Linked DNA regions of Pan troglodytes: region 2 is linked to region 1. The links are chromatin contacts, called in public HiChIP or PLAC-seq maps. All regions are on one chromosome and are shown on one strand. Each heading gives the region's core, a stretch centred on a gene start, on an enhancer-like site or on the middle of the called end of the contact. The rest is flanking DNA. Distances are from core to core; before and after follow the strand shown. Region 1 holds the start of KLHL11 (kelch like family member 11). Region 2 holds the start of P3H4 (prolyl 3-hydroxylase family member 4 (inactive)).

The links. HiChIP or PLAC-seq counts read pairs in DNA pulled down with a chosen protein or histone mark.
Region 2: a contact with region 1 is called in an H3K4me3 HiChIP or PLAC-seq map of stem cell-derived excitatory neurons, with 2.3 times the contacts expected there. The contact joins the promoter of P3H4 here to the promoter of KLHL11 in region 1. A contact is called at or near these places in 1 of 7 Hi-C or Micro-C datasets (stem cell-derived neural progenitor cells) and 1 of 1 datasets of contacts at active chromatin or transcription factors (stem cell-derived excitatory neurons).

What each region holds. Positions count from the first base shown.
Region 1 is chr19:26,273,896-26,277,486 of NHGRI_mPanTro3-v2.0_pri, reverse strand. It overlaps KLHL11 (kelch like family member 11), which reads right to left and starts at 2,186. Exons shown (of 2, transcript XM_016931798.4): 1 at 363-2,186. The coding sequence starts at 907. ACLY (ATP citrate lyase) reads right to left here. Exons shown (of 28, transcript XM_063798578.1): 28 at 2,197-3,181. The coding sequence ends at 3,087.
Region 2 is chr19:26,327,063-26,330,816 of NHGRI_mPanTro3-v2.0_pri, reverse strand. It overlaps P3H4 (prolyl 3-hydroxylase family member 4 (inactive)), which reads right to left and starts at 1,378. Exons shown (of 9, transcript XM_016931817.4): 1 at 1,240-1,378; 2 at 330-1,018; 3 at 8-160. The coding sequence starts at 1,285. FKBP10 (FKBP prolyl isomerase 10) reads left to right here and starts at 1,329. Exons shown (of 10, transcript XM_001144283.8): 1 at 1,329-2,151. The coding sequence starts at 1,907.

The sequences.
Region 1 (3,591 bases), core at 937-3,436:
GACATTCAGAGGTCGATCTAAACTTCACCTCTTCAGAAAGATCTTTATTCAATCCCTAGCCTTTCATTCCTTTTGAACGTCAGCACAACAGTTACCACATACTGACTTTCCTTTTCATCACTTTTGTCCCATCACCTAGTATCTGAGCTCCTTGGGCGCGGGGCGCCCTCGCCGGACCTGATGGTGCATCCTCCTCGCCCACCGCGGTGGCTGCCCCCAAGCAGGCGCTCAGCGAGTGTGAAACCGATGCGTTCACTCAGGACTCGCGAGCTGCCGTGGCAGGCACTGCCCTCCCCTCCGCCGGCGAGCATCTCCCCCTCTCCGCGCCCGCCGCCCTCCGCGCTCCCGCCTCCCTCGCCTACCTGTCGGCCAACTCCAGCACCTCGTGCACGCTGCCCGTGCTGACGCGGATGCGCCCGGTGTACATGTACTCGATTACGGCTTCCACTGTGTCGGGTTCGGGCCCCGGCTCGGAGCTCCACTTGCGCATCTCCACCCGTCCCGAGCGGGACTCGGAAAACTGGCCCGAGAGCAGGGGCGTGAAGTACTCGGTGGCGGCAGCCAGTACCGAGCGGTGGGCCCGGAACTCGCGGCCTCCAGCCCCGCCGAAGCACAGGGTAATGTCGCAGAAGAGGCCCTGGCGCCGCTGCTCGTTCTGCCGCCAGGACAGCTCTGAGCAGTGAGAGCTGCACTCGAAATCCTCGGCTTCTGGGCCCGGATCGCCCCCGCTCGCCTCCATTGCAGAGATCCCCGGCCCAGGCCCGAAGTCCACCGTGCCGCTGCCTCGGACCTCGGCGGCCAGTCCTGCCGAGCCGGCGGCGGCCGTCTCCATGCTCTCCATCTCCAGTACCTGAAGAGATGCAGCCGCGGCCGCCGCCGCCGCCGCCGCCACTGCCGCAGCCGCCATCTTGACGCCGCTGCGCCCGGCCTCCACAGCCTCGGAACGATGCGGCCGTTGGTGCGACACAGAGGGATTCTGGGATTAAATAGTGCGCGCGGGGCGGGGCCAGGTCGCCCGCCGGCCGCACATGCGCCGCCTCGCCTCCAGCAGCTCTGCCTGCCTTGGTGAGGTCCGTCAGTAACAGTCGCCCAGTCCAGAAGACTTCGCCCCAGGGCGTCGGTGCGAGGATGGCTCGCTTCCTTTCCTTAGTGGGTAGCATGCTCTCTGCAGTCATTTTGTCGAGTAAAGCCACCTTAGACCATTACCTGTTGTTAAAGCCTTGAGTGGCAATACAGGATTTTTATAAGATCTAGCCCCAGCTAAGTGGATGAGGGATGAATGAGTTACTCGTTATCCGTTTTTTTTTGTTTGTTTTTGTTTTTGTTTTGGGTTTTTTGTTGTTGTTTTTTTTTTGAGACGGAGTCTCGCTCTGTTGCCCAGGCTGGAGCGCAGTGGCGCGCTCTTCGCTTATTGCAACCTCCGCCACCCGGGTTCAAGCGATTCTTGTGCCTCAGCCTCCCGAGTAGCTGGGACTACAGGCGCCCGCCACCACTCCAGGCTAATTTTTTTTTTTTTGAGACGGAGTCTCGCTCTGTCGCCCAGGCTGGAGTGCAGTGGCCCGGTCTCGGCTCACTGCAACCCCCGCCTCCCGGGTTCACGCCATTCTCCTGCCTCAGCCTCCAGAGTAGCTGAGACTACAGGCGCCCGCCACCATGCCTGGCTAAGTTTTTGTATTTTTAATAGAGACGGGGTTTCACCGTGTTAGCCAGGATGGTCTCCATCTGCTGACCTCGTGATCCACCCGCCTCGGCCTCCCAAAGTGCTGGGATTACAGGCATGAGCCACCACGCCTGACCGTAGATGAGCATTTTTAAAACCATATATACTGAAACTATTAGTACAGTTCAGGCCAGGCCAGGCACAGTGGCTCACGCCTGTAACAGCACTTTGGGACGCCAAGGAGGATGGATTGCTTGAGTCCATGAGTTCCAGACCAGCCTGGGAAATACAGCAAAACCTTATCTCCACAAAAAATACAAAAGTTAGCCTGGAGTGGTGGTATGCTCCTGTAGTCCCAGCTACTTGGGAGGCTGGAGTGGGAGGACTGCTTGAGCCCAGGAGATGGAGGCTGCAGTGAGCTGTGATGGTGCCACTGTACTCCAGCCCTGGGGCGGCAGAGTGATACCCTGTCTGGAAAAAAGTACAGTTACAAAGGAATACAGATCAAAGGATATGGATGCCAGGAGCCAGCAGTATGCCTTCATTGTTACTATATAGTTTATTTAAACCAGACTATGATAATACAGAGAAGAGACTGAGGTGGCAGCTGCCCAGAATCTTTGTGGATTACAGATGCAAAGTAGTTAGGAGTCCTTGGACCCACACTTCAGTTACAGACAGACAAATCAGCTGCATAAATACAGAGAACATAACACACAAGACATTTCACAGCTTTCTGCATTTCCATTTTAAATGTATGTATGTTACAACTTTACATATTAAGTTACTACTCCACATATTTTGTGACAATGGCTAAGGATGCAATGGCCCCATCCCCCTGACATAAACAGACTCTGGTCTGCAACACAGAACATTTCAGTGGGATACCAAACAAGCCCTTAACACATAACATACAAAAAGATCTTTAAAAATCAGATTAATACAATGTTCTTCATGTTATATAAGGAAGAAGAAAGGGAAGTAAAAAAAAAAAAGAGACATTGGGGTGCTTTAAATGTATAGTATCTTGAGGCCATAAATGTTTCATTCCCTTCCTCCAAAGGAGAAAAAAATGTTTAACTAATGGAAAAAGAAAGCAACATCCTAACGCCCTACAATGAGGAAGACCCCATCCTGACAGTACTTAGATGCTTCCATATAATAAATACAGCAGGTAGCAGAGCAAAGTCACAAATATTGGCTTGGTTTTTATTTCTATGCTTATAAAAAAAAATATGAAGCTTCTTTGTGTGGACTGAAGGGGTGTTAGCCTGTGGATGTTGGTCTTCGGTGCCTGTACCCCAGTGGCTGTTTACATTCCAGGCCCCTGCTAAATAAAGCAGGCTCCACTGCCAGCTGTCTGTACACTTTTTCCTGGGGGAGGAGTTCTTGTCTTCAGTTTACTGCAGTAGGGTTCCTGGCTCTGTTACATGCTCATGTGTTCCGGAAGAACATATGAAATATCATCCCACGGATGACGATACAGCCCCTGCTTCAGCCTCTTCTGATCAAGATAGTGTCCTAAAATGAAGCAAACACATCTTTTTTATTAGAGCTTCATAAGCCTGGTGAGAGGAAGAGGCTAAGGAAGGGAAATCTTTCTAACACACAAAAAAAGTAGACACAAAGCAGTGGGAAGTTTAGTCCAAATCCACTGTATAGGTAGATGAGGCGGACTTTGTACAAGGGAGCTGTTGGATCTGATTCTATTTTCCTTTAAATTAAAACAAAATTTTAAAGGGAAAAAATAAAATAAATAATAAAAATAGGCCGGGCACGGTGGCTCACGCCTGTAATCCCAGCACTTTGGGAGGCCGAGGTGGGCAGATCACGAGGTTGGGAGATCGAGACCATCCTGGCTAACATGGTGAAACCCCGTCTCTACTAAAAATACAAAAAATTAGCCAGGCGTGGTGGCATGCGCCTGTAGT
Region 2 (3,754 bases), core at 129-2,628, 54 kb before region 1:
ACCCCACCTCGTAGGGCTGGGCCTCTAGGTCCGTGAGGGACTCGTCGGCGACGTCCAGCATCCCCCGATAGTAGTTGAGATACTTGGCGGTCAGCTCGTGCTTCGGGTTCCTCTGGAGGAAGGTGTAGGCCGCCGCCACCGCCTTCTCCAGCCGGTTAGCCTGGTCGGGGGGTAGGGGGTGGGGGAGCGGGTCAGCAAGACCGGAGCTCGCGGCCCCGAGCGCACGGCGGGCTTCGTGCCTCGGGTGAAGGTAACGCTCCTTCGACCGATCTGTGGGGAGCCACGACGCCCAGCCCGAGACAGGTCCCCGGGTGGGGGCAGGCTCCCACCTTGAACAGCGCGTAGTGCAGGTACTGGTAGGGCAGGCGGCTCTGGAAGTCACGCAGCAGCTGCCGCGGCGGGTAGGGCACCTGGAAGGCGGGCAGCGTCCGCTTGCAGCGCCGCAGGCAGGCGGCTCGCTCCAGGACGCGGCCGAAGAGCCGCAGCTCGCAGGCCCACTCGTCTGCGCGGCCGCCGTCGGGGTCGGGCTTGGGCGCGGGCGCGGGGCCGCTGCAGTTGGCGTGGCAGAAGGCCTCGCTGTCGCGCAGGAGCCGGTGCAGCCGCAGCGCCGCCTCCAGGTAGCGCGCGCTCTCGCGCCAGCTCTCTCCCTCGTACTGCTCCAGAGCGTGCCCGTAGGCCGCGGCCAGCGGCATCAGGTCCTCGGGCGGGAAGCCCCGGAAGCTGTACTTCTCGTACTGCGCCCCGGCGCTGCCCAGCAGCAACCACAGCAGCCCCCACGCCACCCGAGCCATGCCCGCCGCGCCGCCGGCTCCCCGGAGCTGAGCTGGCGGCCCCGCGGACGGAAGGGGACAGGGCCGGGCCCCGGGCGGGCGGCGCGCCCGCTGGGTCTTAGCGCCGGGCACGAGGCGGCAAGGTGGGGCGGGGCCTGGGTCACGACGTCTCCCCTCTTTTCCCAGAGGGTCCGATAGTGTCGTTAAGTCCTCTCCGTCGGCCCGGGCTCCTGCCTTGGGGGTGTCCCCTAGGTAGAGAATGAGTCGGGGAGCGCTTCCCGCCAGAGATGGGAAGCCCAGGAAGCCCCTCCCCATGCAAACAGTGCCCCCGCCTGAGATCAGGACACTGAGTGAGGGCCGCCTCCTCTGCGCTGCCCATACGAGAGGGAAGCCCTGGAGCCAGGCCTTCCGTCGCTGCGCCCTCCTGCACCCTCCCAGTGTCTCCCCCGCCCACGTCGGAGGCACACACCTGCTGTCACCTGCACACCTTGCGCTGCCACCACCCGCCGCTCCATCTCCGTGCCCGTCACATCCCAAGTCACAAAGTCCTTCTTGCAGTCCAGCTTTTGCGGGACCAAGCTGCTCTTCCCTGGAGATGCCTTCCCTTGGAGTACAGCTGGGGTCACGGATGAGCACGGAGATGCCTCTCACACTCCGCGGCTTCACCACCCACCTGGAGGGGACTAGAATTCTAAGTGCCCGCGAACGAAGCAAGGTTCATCTCCGCCCGGCTTTAGGACCCGGGGGCTCCGGAAAAAGACATTGAACTTTTTTTTTTTTCCTTTGGTGTCCACTCAGAGTTCTCATCTTTCCCGAGCCTCTCTCCCTGGCCAGGCCCCAGGTCTCGCAGCCAGGGATGGAGATGGGGGGAGGGGGAACCTGGAGTTCTTTGTAGTGCCTCCCTCAGACTCTAACACACTCAGCCTGGCCCCCTCCTCCTATTGCAACCCCCTCCCCCGCTCCTCCCGGCCAGGCCAGCTCAGTCTTCCCAGCCCCCATTCCACGTGGACCAGCCAGGGCGGGGGTAGGGAAAGAGGACAGGAAGGGGGGGAGCCAGTTCTGGGAGGCGGGGGGAAGGAGGTTGGTGGCGACTCCCTCGCTCGCCCTCACTGCCGGCGGTCCCAACTCCAGGCACCATGTTCCCCGCGGGCCCCCCCAGCCACAGCCTCCTCCGGCTCCCCCTGCTGCAGTTGCTGCTACTGGTGGTGCAGGCCGTGGGGAGGGGGCTGGGCCGCGCCAGCCCGGCCGGGGGCCCCCTGGAAGATGTGGTCATCGAGAGGTACCACATCCCCAGGGCCTGTCCCCGGGAAGTGCAGATGGGGGATTTTGTGCGCTACCACTACAACGGCACTTTTGAAGATGGCAAGAAGTTTGATTCAAGGTAACCCCGGTTGGGCGCCCCCGGATTCACCACTCCGTCCCCTGAACCCGGGGTCCTGTTTCCTTGTTGCCTCTTTTAAGCTCTGCATCCCAATACTCTAACCTTAGACAGCACCCCTGGGGCCTCCCAGACACCCATCTCCCCAAAGATACCCTCCTGCCCCCACTTCCAAACCCTCACTTCTCAAAGGATCCCATTTCTTTCTCACAAGCTCTCCACATCCCGGAAAGGACTCGATAATCAAGGTGAACTGCCTTGTGTAGTTACCAGGGCTGTATTTAATGACCTGATGGAGAGGGGTGTTCTGATCTACAGTGTTGGGGGGAAGGGAGTGGTCCCTGCTGCTTAAGAATCCTGGGATGGTCTATCAGCCTGGACGCCGTACCTTTCCACCCACCCTGACTCCCCTTCTGGTTCCACTGTTTTCAGTGCCTTTGTGGTCAGAGAAGAGGGAATAGAACTTTTTTTTGGAGGGGGTGGGAGTTTTCAGCGGCTGGTGGGCAGGGAAAAAGGCTGGTGGGTATTATAAGAAGACAGCCGGCTGGACCTGGGGGTAGCGCATGGCTCCCTGCGGAGGCCCTGTCTGTCTACGTGTCACACAGTCGGACATGCCACCCTGGGCTCCTTGGAGGAATTTCATTCCTCCCTCTCTGGTTCTCCTGGAACCTTCATCTCTCTCCATTTTAGGTACACCAGGCCAGAGGCACAGGCCGCCCATTTTTGCCAGCCTTGGGGTTTGTAAGGTGGCCTCCTGGTCTGATCCAGGCCTTTGGTCTGCCCCAGCAAGTCCACTTTTGTTAGCGGGCACAGGGCAGGGCTGTATGCCAGCCTCAGGGGTAAACCTAGGGTCCCAGTTACACACAGACCCCACAGCACACTGAAAGAAGTCAGTGTTTCTTAGACCCTCCTCTGAAACACACAACTCAGCCCACAGGAAATTAGTGGCCATGACTTCAGAGGCAGGCATATATTGGGGTAAGCCTACAAACTCCAAGAGTCCCAAGACCCTGGTTCAAATCCAGGCTATGACCATGGACAGAGAATTTTGTCTCTTTAGGCATCACTTTCCTTATCTGAAAAGTGGAGACAAAAACAGGACCTACTTGCTAAGGCTGATGTTAGGACTCCAAGGACATGGATGAATGAACGTAGGCTTCTCACAGGGCCTGGCAGTCCTCCAGCCAGTTCAGCACACATTAACATTGACCCTGAGGAAAACCGTATGACCTGATGCTGTGGAACTTGTAGAAACTTAATGCAGAGCTTAAGCCTTCATAACAACACTGAGAAGGAAACAGTCCAGACTTAAAACCTGTCTGCTTGGTGGGCAAATTCAGATATAGGGTAGTAGCCAGAAGTGCAGCCCTGAGCCCTTGACTGCTAGGAGTGAGGCAGGGGTTGGGATTTAGGGTTGTCGTCCCTGATGGGGACTCTGGGAGCCCAGCTCATGAGTGTTGAGCTTGGAAAACTTTTTGTTTTTTAGCCGGAGGCTCACTCTGTCACCCAGGCTGGAGTGCAGTGGTGTGATCTCAGCTCACTGCAACCTCCGCCTCCTGGGTTCAAGCAATTCTCCTGCTTCAGCCTCCCAAGTAGCTGTGATTAC